Linked DNA regions of Mus musculus: all the other regions are linked to region 1. The links are chromatin contacts, called in public HiChIP or PLAC-seq and Micro-C maps. All regions are on one chromosome and are shown on one strand. The core of a region is the stretch at or near the end of the contact, and the rest is flanking DNA. Distances in the headings are between cores, read along the strand shown.

Evidence for each region. Hi-C and Micro-C count contacts between places; a contact is called where the count stands out from the background. HiChIP or PLAC-seq counts read pairs in DNA pulled down with a chosen protein or histone mark.
Region 2: a Micro-C map of embryonic stem cells shows a contact between it and region 1, with 2.3 times the contacts expected there. The contact joins two enhancer-like sites. A contact is called at or near these places in 1 of 39 promoter capture datasets (cranial neural crest), 1 of 484 Hi-C or Micro-C datasets (embryonic stem cells), 1 of 115 datasets of contacts at active chromatin or transcription factors (stem cell-derived neural progenitor cells) and 1 of 9 other capture datasets (embryonic stem cells).
Region 3: an H3K27ac HiChIP or PLAC-seq map of microglia shows a contact between it and region 1, with 4 times the contacts expected there. The contact joins two enhancer-like sites. A contact is called at or near these places in 1 of 39 promoter capture datasets (hippocampal neurons), 3 of 484 Hi-C or Micro-C datasets (cerebellar granule neurons, cortical neurons and neural stem cells) and 3 of 115 datasets of contacts at active chromatin or transcription factors (bone marrow-derived dendritic cells, differentiating embryonic stem cells and microglia).

The regions. Positions count from the first base shown.
Region 1 is chr3:79,069,373-79,074,440 of GRCm38.p6, forward strand. Rapgef2 (Rap guanine nucleotide exchange factor (GEF) 2) reads right to left here. Exons shown (of 24, transcript NM_001310536.2): 20 at 4,936-5,068; 21 at 618-843; 22 at 1-76. Among named protein-coding and RNA genes, the nearest start is that of Gm52609, 15 kb to the left of the region's middle. Within about 2 kb of position 2,504, at least 59 of the 459 cell types and tissues checked have an H3K27ac peak or open chromatin away from gene starts, as enhancers often do. A contact at or near this core is called in embryonic stem cells and microglia, where this site is marked.
Region 2 is chr3:79,547,147-79,552,214 of GRCm38.p6, forward strand. The region is part of intron 1 of Fnip2 (folliculin interacting protein 2); the gene reads right to left. Among named protein-coding and RNA genes, the nearest start is that of Fnip2, 18 kb to the right of the region's middle. Within about 2 kb of position 2,790, at least 16 of the 459 cell types and tissues checked have an H3K27ac peak or open chromatin away from gene starts, as enhancers often do. A contact at or near this core is called in embryonic stem cells, where this site is marked.
Region 3 is chr3:79,488,303-79,493,370 of GRCm38.p6, forward strand. Fnip2 (folliculin interacting protein 2) reads right to left here. Exons shown (of 17, transcript NM_001162999.2): 9 at 4,974-5,068; 10 at 4,530-4,618; 11 at 944-1,090; 12 at 657-826. Among named protein-coding and RNA genes, the nearest start is that of Gm36442, 21 kb to the right of the region's middle. Within about 2 kb of position 2,854, at least 35 of the 459 cell types and tissues checked have an H3K27ac peak or open chromatin away from gene starts, as enhancers often do. A contact at or near this core is called in microglia, where this site is marked.

The DNA of each region.
Region 1 (5,068 bases), core at 1,254-3,753:
CTCCTCTGTGCTAGGAGAAGAGATGACCGTCGCTGCGGCATACAGGCCTCGGCTTTCAGACACTGGGGCATACGACCTATCCAGCAAAACACAGGAAAGGAAGATGTGAGGCTGTTAAACAAACACCCTTGTGCTGATGACAAGCTCTTGGTTTGAAGTCTAGGCTGGCCTTCAACTCATGAACCTCTTCCTCAGCCTAAGTGTTAGGATGATAGACATGAGCTGCCATGCCTATACAAATCTTTCCCCTTAGAAAGGCAGCTTTCTTCCACCCTAGAGAGGAAGAAAGTACTCTTGAATGGGATCAGAGATCTGCCATATTGCTCATTCATCTTACAAAGCAAACATGGGGAGGGAAGGACAGCCTGCTACAAAGAAGGGGCACTTACACTTTCCTTACAAGGTTCAGGGTGGCAGAATATACTCTGGTTACCCATGGAAGGCAGATCAGACAGAGACTGGACTGTGTCTACTACTGCTGCAGTCTTCCTCCAGAAGAAGGAAGGCCACAAGGAGTAAACACATTACAAAAGCAGACTGCACAACAAAAATAGCACGGCACTTACTCACAGACCCACAGAGAGAGACAGGAAAGATCGCAAGGAACAGACGCTTACCCTAAGCTGTATTGATCAGGCTCCATCAGGGTCCGCCGCTCCATCCTGCCCACACCTAGGTTGCTCTCCACAATGCTGACAGAATGCCTCTGGCGCCGTTCATCATGCAGAGAGACTGGCACCGAGTCAAAAGAAGAATTGCTGACAATACTGGATCGTGAAGAAATCTCACTGTGACCTGAATCTGAGAAATTATCCACGGTGCCACTGAGAGCCAGTGCATAACCTGAGTGAGAAAGGTAAATGTAGTAGTTAGATATTTTAAGCTTCAAAAACTAAACAGGTCCACCAAATGGGCAAAAACTGTAAGTTGACAATGAAATGGGGGTTTATTCAAGAAGGTATAAATACCTGAAGACTAAGAGATTCAAATTTTACTCTAATAAAGTGTAAGTTACTTATTCAATGGTGAGAAAAGTATCTATTGTTACGCACTCTTGGTAAAGATGAAGAAACTATGACGTGTCTCAACTACTCTTGCTTCCTTAGCTACAAACACACTGCTTAGTAAAGACTCAGCTGAGAACAGCTCAATGACTGAGCACTTGTCTGGCTTGTCTGAGGCATCAATTGCAATCTTAGCAGAGTAAGACAACACAAACAAAACTGGAAGCAAAACCTCCCACAACCAAACTCCATCAAGAAGAACCCATCAGTTTTAGAAGTATGGACCCAACTCTCAAACTGCTGACAGCAAGTGTCTTATTTTCTTTTTTTATTTTTCAAGATAGGGTTTCTCTGTATAGCCCTGGCTGTTCTAGAACTGGCTCTGTAGACCATTGGACTCAGATCCACCTGCCTCTGCCTCCCTAGTGCTGGGATTAAAGGTGTGCGCCACTGTGCCTGTCTGAGTGTCTTACTTTCAACAGATGTCAACAGATGTTTTGACTTTTCGAGAATGTCACCAAAGTCCACTAGGAAGTAGCCACACATTCTTTAGAGTTTAAGTGGAGACACGAATACAAGGATAAGACACGAAGAAGGTACTTTTGGATTCCTGTCATCTATTTTCTCAACATTAATATTGTATTAGCTGAATGACCTACAAGATAGCTGTTTTGAAGGATGTAGCATGCATTTCCTCAGCCCTGCTCTGGCTCAATACATGTTCATTTCCTGTCCTGAGAGGCTTCTTTGAAAGTCACAAGGTTCAGGGGGAGGGGGAACTTGCTGTGACAATTTTATATATTTAAATGAAAAATCCCTCAATCTTTCTTAGCACTCAATTTTTAAATTTCCATCATAATATAAGGCTGATAAACAGACATAATCACGTACAATGTAAATTTCTCCTTTTAGCCCAGGTTGGGGTCTACTAATCTTTCTGTTGCAGCTACCTCAATGCTGGGGTTAGGGTTGCACTACCTCACCTATTATAGTGTAATTTTCCCAAAGCCACTTACAAAACAAAAACAACAACAACAAAACTGGAGAGCACCTGAAGGTTAAATTCTGTCCCGTCAGTCCACACGGACCCTGATCTATATTTATTTCAAAGGCTAAGCAGGTCTTGATAAGGTTTAACATGGTTATTTATGGTCTGTCTTTTTATAAATCACACTGCAAGTTCCAACAGGCAATCTCTCCTCACAAAGTTTGCCCCATGCCTGATGCCTGGAAGGGTTCTCCCATTTTCTTAGCTAACAAGTCAACTAGCTTTCCCAGCAGGCTTGGTTCTATAAGCCCCACCCATCCTAGAACTTCTGGGAACACTGTTATTCTTGCTCCTGTTCTCAGTTCAAACAGAAAACTGCCAGGAGCCAGCAGACCTTAGCTGACTTCCACTGCAAGAGGAACGAAAAGAACTCCCGCGCACTCAGTGAGCTCTGGAGCCGCTGCACACAGACATACAGGAAGCTATGGTTAGACTGACTCCGCTCTGCTGCTAAACTCTGTCAGGAAAACAATCTCCTTTACTACTGCTGGACCACACATGCAATCGAAAGGCCAGGGGAGGGACGGGGGAGGGAGGGGGGAGGGAGGGGGAGGGAGGGGGGAGGGAGGGAGGGGCAACACTGGAAACTGTGGAAAGAAATTACCAGCTACTTTAATCTGAAAGAATATCAACCTAAGAACAGATGCAGTCTCTTGAAAACAAGAAAGACAGTCAAGACTCGTATTTGTATCATGAAAAATAAGGAACATTAATTGTTCACATTTACAAGGCTTCTTTTATATATTACTGTGGCATAAATTTCTATTTAAGTAGAAAAAAATATAAAAACAATTCTCCCTACACTTACAATCAGTAAAAAAGGGGGGGTGTACATATATGGCAGGCAGGTGGTGGACACTGGGGAAATTGCAGTCAGGCTGTATATAAGAAAATAAATGAATGAATGAATGAATGAATGAATGAAACCTATTTTTAAAAGTTTGCCAGCAATGGTGGCACATGACTGTTAATCTAGGACTCAGGAGGCAGAGACAGGGGGATTGCTGCAAGTCTGGGGCCAGACTGTTCTATATACATGGTTAGTTCTGGACCAGGCGGAGCTCATAAGATTTTTTTTTCTTTTTAAATAAAAAAAAAAAAAACAAAAAACACAAAATATTTCCTACTCAAAAACCAAAGTTTTAAAAAGTTATATAAGTAAATGCTGTCTATATCTAAAAGAACTATCAGGGAGAGGGCTGAACTCAGTTAACTCAAGAGTATAGTGTGGCACAGTGAAGCCTGGACAGTTAACCAGAAAGGATGTCTGTGAGGAGTCAGAAACTGAGGGAGAACACCACTGACTGTGTGCCCACCTGTGCTGCCGCCTGCTCAAGCATCAACCAGAGTCAGCAGAACAAGGACCAAAGTGTGGCAAAGGACACCAGAAGACAGACTATGGGGACAACAGAAGTATGAAAAGGGACTTAGAAGCTGAGGCATCTTAGCACCCCATGCCAGCTACTGCTCAGAGCACTATCACAGCTGATCTTAAACTGTATTTTGGAGTCATGGTGACACCCATATCACAGTATTGCATAAAAAGACATGAAGATCAATGGAACAAAGGGGGGGGGTGCAGAAACAAACCTGAGTTTTGACAAAAGTGTTTAAAACATATGCCAGGGATGTGAAGGACAAAACAGACATTTTGGTGTCTCCATTTACAGAGAATGAAATTAGGTCCCCATCTCTCATCCTATGCAAAGGTATATCCCAAGTACATCAAAAACCTCAATTTAATTCCTAAAGTAATTAAACTGCTTGAGGAAACTAATTCAAGATATAGGTCCAGGCTAGTATTCAAATAGCACCCGAAACAGTTCCAAGAACTGACAAACGGGATTATCAACTTCCCATAACAATAAAAACTAGCCACTGAGTGAACACAGCCAACAGAATGGGAGACAACCTCTGCCAATTCTATCTCAGACAAGTGTTGATATCTAGACTACATATAAAACTGGAAAAATGAAGCACCTCAAACCACAATGGCCACCAATAAACAAGCCATTCGGCTGAAAAAAAAAGTCCTCAAAAGGAAGAAACACACAGACCAAGTAACAAGTTTAAATTCCAGCATTCTTAGCCATCAGGGAGATACCGAGGCACCACTGTCAGAACGTCATTGAGAAAACCAGTGAGAACAAAGGCTAGTGAGCGTGGGGGGAAGGAGGGTCCCTCTTCACGGCCCTGGGGAATGTCAACTGTGCAGTCACCATGAAAATCAGTGTAGAGGTTCCTTAATAAATTAAACCAGAATTATCAATAACCCAGCTATACTCCTCCTAGCAAATATGCATGACTCCAACCTACAGGATATATGCATATGCATATCTACTGGAGCTCCATCCACAGTGCCAAGGATACGAAAGGCTAGATGCCCAGCAGAGGGGTAGCCAAGGAAATACGGTGCACATACACACTGACGTTTAAATCAGCCATAAAGAAAAATAAAACTATGACAAAAATCAGGAAACGGATGGAATTAGAAAATACTATCCTTGGCGAGAAAACCGAAGTTCAGAAAGACAAATGAATGAGTATTTCTTCCAGTGTGTGGCCCCGATCCTCTAATCTCTAAGGCTCATGCCTGCGGTTTGGCTGTAAGAAAACAGATAATCCGTCTGTCCTTCCCTGCGCTGTCAGCAGTCTTTCTAGCACACTAGTTGTAACACTAGCACCTGTCTTTTGACAGTTAAGGGGAACCACAATGTTAAAACTAGCATCATCTTTCCAAATGTATAACCAGATGAGGAAAATCCACTGTCACATGCCATCAGATCCTTTGCATAGAGCAGTGAAACTTCCACAGTGAACCTCTGTGGGATCCTCTGGACTAATGTGTGGACCTGCGCAGGGACAGCAGTCAGTGAGCCCTACCTTTCCTTGGAGAGCTCTGAGGTGAGGTGGGGGGCGATGAGAGCTGAGAGGACGCATTTGATATTGTATCTTCTGCTTGCTTCCTGTGACGCTCCAAACTCCCTTCTTCAGACAAGGACAGGATTTTCTTCAA
Region 2 (5,068 bases), core at 1,540-4,039, 480 kb after region 1:
TACTGGCTTGCTTCCCCTGGCTTGCTCAGCCTGCTCTCTTATAGAACCCAAGACTGCCAGCCTAGAGATGGTTCCACCCACAAAGGGCCTTTTTCCCTTGATCACTAATTGAGAAAATGCCTTACAGTTGGATCTCATGGAGGCATTTCCCCAACTGAAGCTCCTTTCTCCGTGATAATTCCAGCATGTGTCAAGTTGACACAAAACTAGCCAGTACAATTAATTGACCCCTTGTCAACTTGACACACAAACACATCAGTAGCTAGCCTCAATCCTCAGTTTCTTATTCATCCCTAAGATCTAAACAACTGTAAAAGTCCCACAGTCTTTACATATTAAAAGTTCAATCCTTTTAAAATATCCAGTATCTTTTAAAATCCAAAGTCTTTTTACAATTAAAAGTCTCTTAACTGTGGGCTCCACTAAAATATTTTCTTCCTTCAAGAGGGAAAAATATCAGGGCACAGTCATAATCAACAGCAAAAATTAAACTCCAACCGTCCGATGTCTGGGCTCCAACTCACAATCCTCTGGGCTCCTCCAAGGGCTTGGGTCACTTCTCCAGCCCTGTCCTTTGTGGCACACAGCTTTTCCTCTAGGCTCCAGATGCCTGTACTCACTGCTGCTGCTCTTGGTGGTCATCTCATGGTACTGGCATCTCCAAAACACTGCATGACCCCTTCAGTCCTGGGCCATCAATTGCAACTGTGGCTGCACCTTCACCAATGGCCTTCCATGGCCTCTCACAGTGCCGAGCCTCAGCTGCTCTGCGTGACCCCTTCATGCCTTCAAAACCAGTACCACCTGGGTGACTCTTATACATTACTAAGTCCAGCCACAGCCCAAGGTACAACCTTGGCCTCTGTGCTCTCATAAAACACTTCCCAGAAGATGTCAATGATGCTGGTCTCTTCTTAATCACTGCTAATTTCTTAGCTCCAGCTAACCAGCATCAATAGTCCCAGTAATGCAAAGGCTTCACTCTAGTGGTTCTGGTATCTTGTTAATCACAGCTGATTCTTCAGCCTCAGCTAACCAGAACCACAGAATCTTCACAATCCAAAACAGCAATGGCCCTGAAAAGCGTCTTTAATCTTCCCTTGAAATTTCACAAGCCAGGCCTCCATCTTCTGCACTGTTCTCAGCATTATCTTCCAAGCTCCTATACAACATCCCACAGAGTTCTTTTAACACCGAATGGATCTTCTGGCCCGAAGTTCCATAGTCCCCACAGTCCTCCCCAAAACATGGTCAGGTTGTCACAGGCATACCCCACTATGCTGGTACCAATTTGTCTTCTACTTTTCATGGCTGTTGCTGCGATAAATCACTGAACAAAAACAACTTGGGGGGAGAAAGGGTTATTTGGGTTACACGCTATCAGCATCGAGAGATGCCCAGAAAGGATCAGAAGCAGAGACCAAGGGAGAAATGCTCCTTACTGGTTTGCTCTCCATGGCTTGTTCAGTTAGCTGGCCCAGATTCACTTGCCTAGGGACAGCAAGCACCACCCACAGTGACCTGTGAGCCCACCTCCATCAACTAGCAACCAAAAAATGCCCCACAGGCATGCCTACAGGCCAATCTGATGGAGGCAGTTTGTTGATTGAGACTCCCTCTTCCCAGGTTTGTCGAGTTGACAACCATGATTAGCCGTCAAACTACTGTGCGTAGACAGTCTGATTACTTCTGCAGCCCTAGACGGCTGCTTCATTCTTCGGATGTACCTTTAATAGCCTCAGCCTGAACCAAAGCAGCAGGTCCACAGGAAACTCTCATCACATCTGTCCTCTACCAGGCTCCCTACCCCACCCACCCCGCCACGATTAAGCTGCTCTCCACTATTCTTGAAGCTGGAAAAAACAGACTTTCCCACTTCCAGTCAAAGCCATTCACCTGTGGCAGAGTTTCCCCGGCACATTGTTTTTAGCCTCGACTCAAGATGAGTTTAGTCTAAAGGCGAAGAGGCCAAGAGGCTTGGGCCCCTGCACTACGACAACAGCGGCAGCAGCACACCTGATTACTAACAAAAACTGAATGCCAGGAAATCCTGAGAGTACGGTGCAGAGAGCAGGAGGGGGCAGGGCAGGGCAGGGCAATACCCAGATTAGAGGGGGGCTATAACAGGCACTGGCTTAGTGCTTTCCTGAGTGCAGCCTGTGGCCAGCGGGACCATGTTTGCTTGAGGAGCGCTGCGACCGGTCTTTTTCTCTCTGCTTCCTGCCCACCATGAGGAAGTTCCCCCTCATGCTCCCATTGCCACCATGTTTTACCAAGGACCTGCAACTAAACAGCCATGGAGTGAACCCTTCAGAAAAAGCCTTTCCTACCTTAAATTGTTTCTGGAGTGAAACGAGCCACAGTGGTACAAAAGTACCTAACATGGCAACTTCTTTAAAAAAAAAAAAAAAAAAAGACAAGAATGAAGACAAAGACTACGATTTGTGGGGATAGGAAGAAGGGCGTGTCAGCGACAAAGCCACCTTCCGTCAAGCGTGAGGACCTAAGTTTGATCCTGGGGCCCTAGATCAGTGTGGATGAGTTTGAACCGACTATCAAAAACTGTCCTCTGAGCTCCATGTGCACCCACACACATGCGCATATACCAAAATAAATAAATGATGTAATGGAAATGTTTGCAATCATTTCTTTGGTTTTCCGGCTTTTTAAAAACTCTTTTTATTTTATGTGTATGAGCGCTTTGCCTGTATATACAAATGTGCGCTGGGTGCACGCCTGCCTGGTACCTTCAGAGGCCGGAAGAGGATTCCCTGGAACTGGAATTACACAGATGGTTATGTGCTACCATGAGGGTGTTGGAACTGGACCCAAGTCTTCTGCACGAGCAGCCAGTGCCTGGAATAACTGCGCTATCTTTCCAGCCTGTTTTTTGTTGTAGTTTTTGGTTTTTGTTTTCTTGGGTTTTGTTTTGTTTTGAGGTTTTTTTTTAAAAAGCCTTTTAGGGACAAGGTCTTATTCCTTAGCCCTGGGTAGGCTTAAAATGATTATGTAGAGCAGGCTGGCCTCAGACATGCAGCATCCTTCTGCATCTGCCTCTTGCATGCTGCGATTATGAGCATGTGCCACTACACCAAACCCAAATATAGTATTTTTGGCTTTGGATTTAAAAAAAATATGAAGCAACTTTTAAAGAGACCTGTCCATAAATAAGAGGCCACTTCTTCTGGAGAAGGATAAAGTATACTACACTATCACTTCTAGAAGCTTCTATGAAGAAAACTAGCCCCCCCCATTTTTCTGTACTCCTCCCCCACCCCCTCACAAATGTCTCAAAATCAAATTATAGACCTACATACAAATTTTTAAAAAAAAAAAGAAAAACAGGCTTAGAGATTATTAACTGCCACATAAAAAGAAATAAAATCCTATGTCCACAAGCGGAAAGGGACCAGTGTCCCCTTTGAAGCAATCAGCAAAGAAGATCGCAGATGGCAGTTGACCTGAGCTTGGAAAAGCAATTTTAACCATGTAGTTAGTGTGAGGGGGACAAAAAAGAAAGTTTCCGAAGAGTTAAAGATGAACTCTGGTACTCTGGCAATATTAGCTATTATCTCTCTAACTTCATACATTATTATTTGGGAGTATAAGTACCTCAATGCAGCTTACAAATGCATTTATTCCCTTTTAAAAATCATTTCTCTTTCTAAGTTCCCATTTCTATTAATTATGTTACCATTCTCCCAGGTTACTTGATCTCAAAACCCTGCTGTGACTTTAAATATCACTATCTGGTTTTATTATTTCTCATGCTTATAGTTCACCCTTCCTCATTCCTACGTCCTGCCCAGTTACCCCTGAAGAGGTGCCTGTCCATCCATCCATCCATCTGTCCTGACAAGATAGCAACAGAAGCAGAGCAGCAGGAAAATAGTGCTAAACTCTGATGCAAATCAGCCTTAAACTGGACCAATCTTTGAAACTACACGAGACCAAAAGAAACCCAACCAGTGAGTGAATGGGCTCCTCCCATTCCTGAGGAAGATGGGGAGATATGGACATGTGCAAACGGACTTTCCCAAATGTTCACATCATACTTAACCAAGGCTCCCACATCTGAGTTTGTTTTGTTTATTTCAGGGATTCACTGGAGCTAGGCTGTCCTAGAACTCATTATGTGGCCCAGGCTAACCCTACCCTCTCCTTCCTTCTGCCTCGGCCTCCCGGATGCTAAACTTACAAGTGTATAGCCCGTGTCTTGCTCTAGGTATTTTTTATATGGGCAGAAAACAAAGTTTTATCTTCATGGGTAGCTGTACTCTCCTAACTAATGACAGCTCTGGGATAAAGCTCTGAAGGCAAATAAATAGTCACAGGGCTGGAGAGGTGGCTCTGTGGTTAAGGACACTGGATGCTCTCTCTCCCAGAGGACCCAGGTTTGATTCCCGGCACAGGCATGGCAGTTCACAACCAACTGTGACTTCAGGCCCAGGGGATCCAATGCCTTCTTCTGCCTTCCATGGGCACAAACATTCAGCCAAACACTAATACACATAAAATAAAAAGAAAGAAAATCTAAAAAGAAAAAAAATGAAAGAAAATGGTAAGCTGTAGGCTCAGTACCTTGCACTAAAATGTTCTAAAATAATCAGAACTAAATAAGTGGTAAGACACATGTAGGGCCCTGGGTTCGATCCCCGCCTCCCTCCCACCCACCCCCGCCCCCCTCCCACCCACCCCCGCCCCCCACCCCCCCACACACACAAATTAAAACTGAAAAGATCCATCATGGCAGAACCTCAACCACAATGAAATTACCTACTACAGCCTGGCGAGTGGAACACAACAGTCCTGATGAGTGGACTTGGCACGAAGCCTCCAGACACTCATGTGCTCCAGCTACTTCCTGTGAGCTCAAACATCTCCTCCTGGACACACACCAGGGAAGCTGACATCTCAGGAATCCCTCCAACCTTACCAGGTTCTGGAAGTTCAGAAATCCTACAAGACTCACAAGACCTCTGCCTACGCTCATACAAGCAGTTAGCAACCGCTGGGGAAAGGACTCCTGTGGAGCAGCCTGTGGTCTGGGACTCAGCTTTCAGGAGTC
Region 3 (5,068 bases), core at 1,604-4,103, 420 kb after region 1:
CCCCAGCCTCGCCCGCCAACCCATAAACACAGATGGGTTGAGGAAGTAATGCTACCATCAAGTGCAAGGACCAAGTGCGGATAAGACATGGGATCTATGGCACAGTCAGAGCGGTGCTGAGATGTAAGTGTGCCACTTCCTTCTGGTCGTCTCTCCCCAGCCCCTCCAACAACAGCCCTCACTCCTTTTCTTGCTCCTCTTCCCACTGACATCTGGCAACATTTAAAGACATTTTGATGGTTAGAGCTCTAGGAAGACAAGGGCTGTACTAGCATCTAGCGAATGGAGGCCAGGAATATTGCTTAACGACCTATAAGAAATGAGACAGCCCTCCCCTGCCCTATCACAACTCGACCACAAAAAATTATCTGCATAAACAGTCAGTAGTTAAAGAAACCGTGATAGGGTGAACAGCCTCCGTTGGCGTGGAGAACTCAGTTTACCTACGACGTCTCAAAAGAGCAGATCAAAGCCGCCAGCGAGGGAGATGGGGAGGAGAGGAGCCCGACAGTGCGGCTCTGTGGGCCTATCTTATTCCTGCAAGAGACAATCTTCGAGTGACTTGGTCAGAAGGCCAGTATAAGCTACAATTTCCAGCATGTTTCTTTTCCTATTTCATCAGACACATTCTCTGAACACTCAGATTAGATACTAACCCAGCTGCGCCCAGAGAGGATTATATGGATGTGTTTTGGCCAGCATGTTCACTGACTGAGAGGTACGCTTCTCCGAGAAGGCTTTAATGGGAGGGTGGTCAACAGGCATGACAGTTGGTACCCAGGCCAGGTGGTAGGTTAACACCGCAGTCAGTAAGGCAGCAAAAAACCTTGGGGAAACAGACAAAAGCATACCCAGATTAGCCAAATACAGGACAAGGCATGTCCTGCACAGAACATGCGCTGGCTCAGGACTGGGCCACGAGCCTCAAGAGGGTTATACTTACTGGTTTTTGTTGACTTGTTCAATCAGAAGTATAAATTCCTTGAGAAAGCGCTGGCAGAGTTGGTTTTTCTCCAAGGTGTTTGACATCATGGTAAGCCAAACTGGTTCAGCTATCCTTGGAACAGAATATAAGTTCCAGATAGTCCCTCTACAGGAAAGAGAGGGAACAAGCTGTAATAAATAGTTACTGTGGGTATCTTAGTATCAGAGAACAAAGCTGAACATTGTTATTTGGATCTATATATTCCTTAAGGAATTCAAAAATAAATGAACACAGGTTGGCAAACTACAACTAACACAAATCTGATTGCTACCATTTTGTAAATAAAGTTTTATTGGGACCCAGGAATGTTCATTTATTTATGCATTATCTGTTGAGTGCTTCTGCAGGACAATGGCAAAGTTAGGTGGCAGTGTAGAAACCCTTAAGAGAAAAAGCACACCATCCCTAACATAAAAACATTCATTTAGAAAATAATGTACGAGGGTGTAGTACCCATCTATCATGCTTATGGCTCTGTGCTTGATCTCAAACACTGCATACACACACACACACACACACACACACTCTCTCTCTCTCTCTCACTCACACACATACACACACACACACACACACTCTCTCTCTCTCTCACTCACACACACACACACACACACACACACACACTCTCTCTCTCTCTCTCACTCACACACACACACACACACACACACACACACAATAAAAAAGGTTAAAAAATTCAGTGTCCTTTTTCAGAATTTATAATCATTTTTGAAATCTATTTTTAAATGTATGCATACAAGCTTAGAAGCCGCACAGGTTTCTAGGACATCACACAGTCATTTGTAGGTGTTTTTGTGGTGGTGAGAATCCAATCCTGGTCTCTTTGCATGCCATACAAGCACTCAATCACCGAGTTACATTCTCAGCTCCACACAGCATTCTCATGGTAAAGAAATACAGATCAAGAGCTGGGCATACCAGTAATCCCAGCACGGAAGAGACAGGCAGGAGGCCTGAGTGTGAGTGTGAGTCAGCCAGCTACACAGTAAGACTCCATCTAGAATAGGTGGGTGGGGCACACACAGATACGCAGGACAGAGAAAGCACGTGCTAGGTTGAAAATGAGACTGCTAGGTGACTCAACTCTACTGATTTCTTGTTAACGTGCTGGCTTTCTAAATCAAACACCTATCTTGTTTTAGATAAGAATTACACAATGGCTCCTCCTCACTAGCATATGCCAACTTCTAATGCAGATATGTACATACTTAATGGTACGGTGAGGATGGGGCAGGCTCTGTTTTAAGCTACATGGCTCCCACATGTAAAAACTTACTCAGACTCTCCACGGCATAAAAAGGAAATTCAGCCCTGAATGAGTAACACAGATCTCTCCCAAATCAAGATGGAGCAGGCATACTCAGACTAAACTATGTAGCTGGGTACCGAAAGTGATCAGGACAGAACACAAACCTACCTTGGCAAAACCGGGAAACAAAAAAACTCCACACTCTCAAAGATAGCATTTACTGAGTTAAGAAGCTATGACTCCATAACTGGACACAATGCAGGGATCAAAAGATGCGGGGGACCCCATCCTCAATGAGTCAATCTACATCACAGCTGTCCACATGTGGCTCTGGGGAAGTTACAGAGCAGGGGTGGAAAGACTGCAAGTGCCCAAATACCAGAGATAGTGAAACAGTCTCTTCTAGAAATGGCCACATAAACAAGGGCAGAGCAACGGCAATATACATGGACATATTAACACTAGTGAGAAAAATGTATCCTGGGGTCCCACCCCAAACTAAACACCGTAGGCAACTAGTGACTGCTGGGAGAGGGAGAGTTAGCCTCCTCTTCTAGTGATGAGTCAGTCTCCTTATTGTTTGTCCACTGCAGAGTGGTCATCCCTGAAACCATCTACACAAGAGCAAACTCAGCAAGCCGTATTTCTCTATTTGTGCATATAGGCATGTAACAGCAGCAGTCTATCATCGTAAGAGTGTAGGGGTGAGAAAGACACATGAGAGGGGTTATCAAGAGAGTACATGGGAGGGGACAAAGTGATAGCATTCTATTTCAATTAAAAACATATCTGTACAAACAATAGCAGTGAAGATGATTATAGTAGCAAGGCATAGGATTTACCTACAAAATTTATGTCTCAGCTGGGTGTGGTTACACACGACTTTAATCCCAGCATTTGGTAGGCAGAGGCAGGTGGATCTCTGTGAGTTCGAGGATAGCTTGGTCTACACACTGAGTTCCAGGACAACCAGGGATACGCACTGAAAATGTGTCTCAAAAACCAACCAACCAACCGACCAACCAAAATAATACTAGTACATTATTTTGTCTGTTCCTGGAAGGGCTCACTGTCTAACTGTAAAAGTCCTCTATAGACACAATTTCTGGTTCTTTATTTTCAGGTTTTCACCTCTGAAAGATTAGTAGTGTGATTAGATTAGCATCCAGACACTCAAGCACAAGTCAGCTCCGAATGTCGCCACAGCAGGATGACACTGCTGCCCTCAATGAAGACAGCTTACTCAACACCTTCAAGGCACTCATCACATGATCAACATAAACAGTTCCTTATCTACAGCTGGAGGTCGGAAGCTGTAGTCATTTTACTTCAAGCAGCATTGAGCTCATCAGCAAGAAATGTTCTAACATTCTAGGAACTGCAATGTTTTTAACCCCTCAGCTATTTGCCACACTGCTTTTCAGTGAGACTCCATTCCCTGTTAAGAGACTGGCTCTGAGGAACTCAGATGAGCATGGGGGGGGGGGACCCCATCTGATAGCAGATCACCCTGCTAACCACACTTTGGGCAAGGGGTATAGAAAACCAGTGCTCATTCACAACAACTGGTGGAGCTCTGGATTAGTTAGAAACTGCTTTCAGTATCTGAGAAGGGACATCATTCGATTCACTATCCAGACCAGGGCGTGTACCACAGGCTCCCATGTGCACTAGATGTGCCCTGGCTAGGTCTCTACAACATGCACATATTTTCTTCATTCGTTCAGGGCACAGGCAGCACCACACACTTGGACCCCAGTTTTAACATTTGTACAAAGGATAAAAAGGCTTTGCCTTCAAAGTTTAATGGGACAACAGATATAAGATCATGAAACTGATTACAAGACATCTTTAAAATTAGTGTTCAGTTCATTCTGATGAAAACGATCCCATTATGCCAGACGTGGTAATGCACACTTTAATCCCAGCACTCAGGTGGCAGAAGCAGGAGGATCTCTGTGAGTTTGAAGCCAGCTCAGTCTAATAGGCAGTTCCAGGCCAGCCAGGACTACATAGTGAGACCCCCACTTTAAAATAAACACAAAACAACAACCCCACCCCAAGAACACAACAAACAAAAAAACTGACCCCATTAAGAACTGTCAGGCACAGAGAGAGTTATTACTCAATGTTTGGCTTTACGTACCCTGCTCTCATGGGTAGCGACACTAAGATGACTAAATATGGCCAGTCCCCCAACTCTTTTAAGACATAGACTCATGACAGTTGGTCATACTACTGCTCATCACTTCCTGTTGGATTTCCAACCTTGAACTTTACCTGAATTCTCCCAGTGCTTCCATCAGACGGCTCACATAGAACTGGACTCGGAGACTTGATTCAGAGATCTTCCTACAGGAGATCATGGCCTTCATGGAAGAGAGAGAGCCACGTTACTCTCTAAGAAGATATTCCTCTATGACTGGCCTGCTGACTCACTAATGAACAACGATGCTATAATACATTTAAAATATTGATGGTAATGACATTCTTCCTCATCAAAACCAGTAACTTCCTTCCCTACAGCACCCTGGTCTCTAGCCTTAAAAATCCTAGGGTCATCATACAGGACACTCTTTGACCGCCTTACGCAGGCCATCTCCACATAACGTGTCACTTTAAACTGCAAATCTCTCCCCTATTGGCCACTAAGTAGGTCACAATCATATCACCTTCCATTTCCTTATTTAAGTGTTTGCCTGGAATGGAGCCCGGGGCCCTTACCTTTTCGATTGCACCCTTCAGCCTGTTCATGTGAGATTCAAACAGGGGGAAGTGGGAGAAAAAGAAGTCCTGGAAATCCCGCTGGGCGGCCTCTC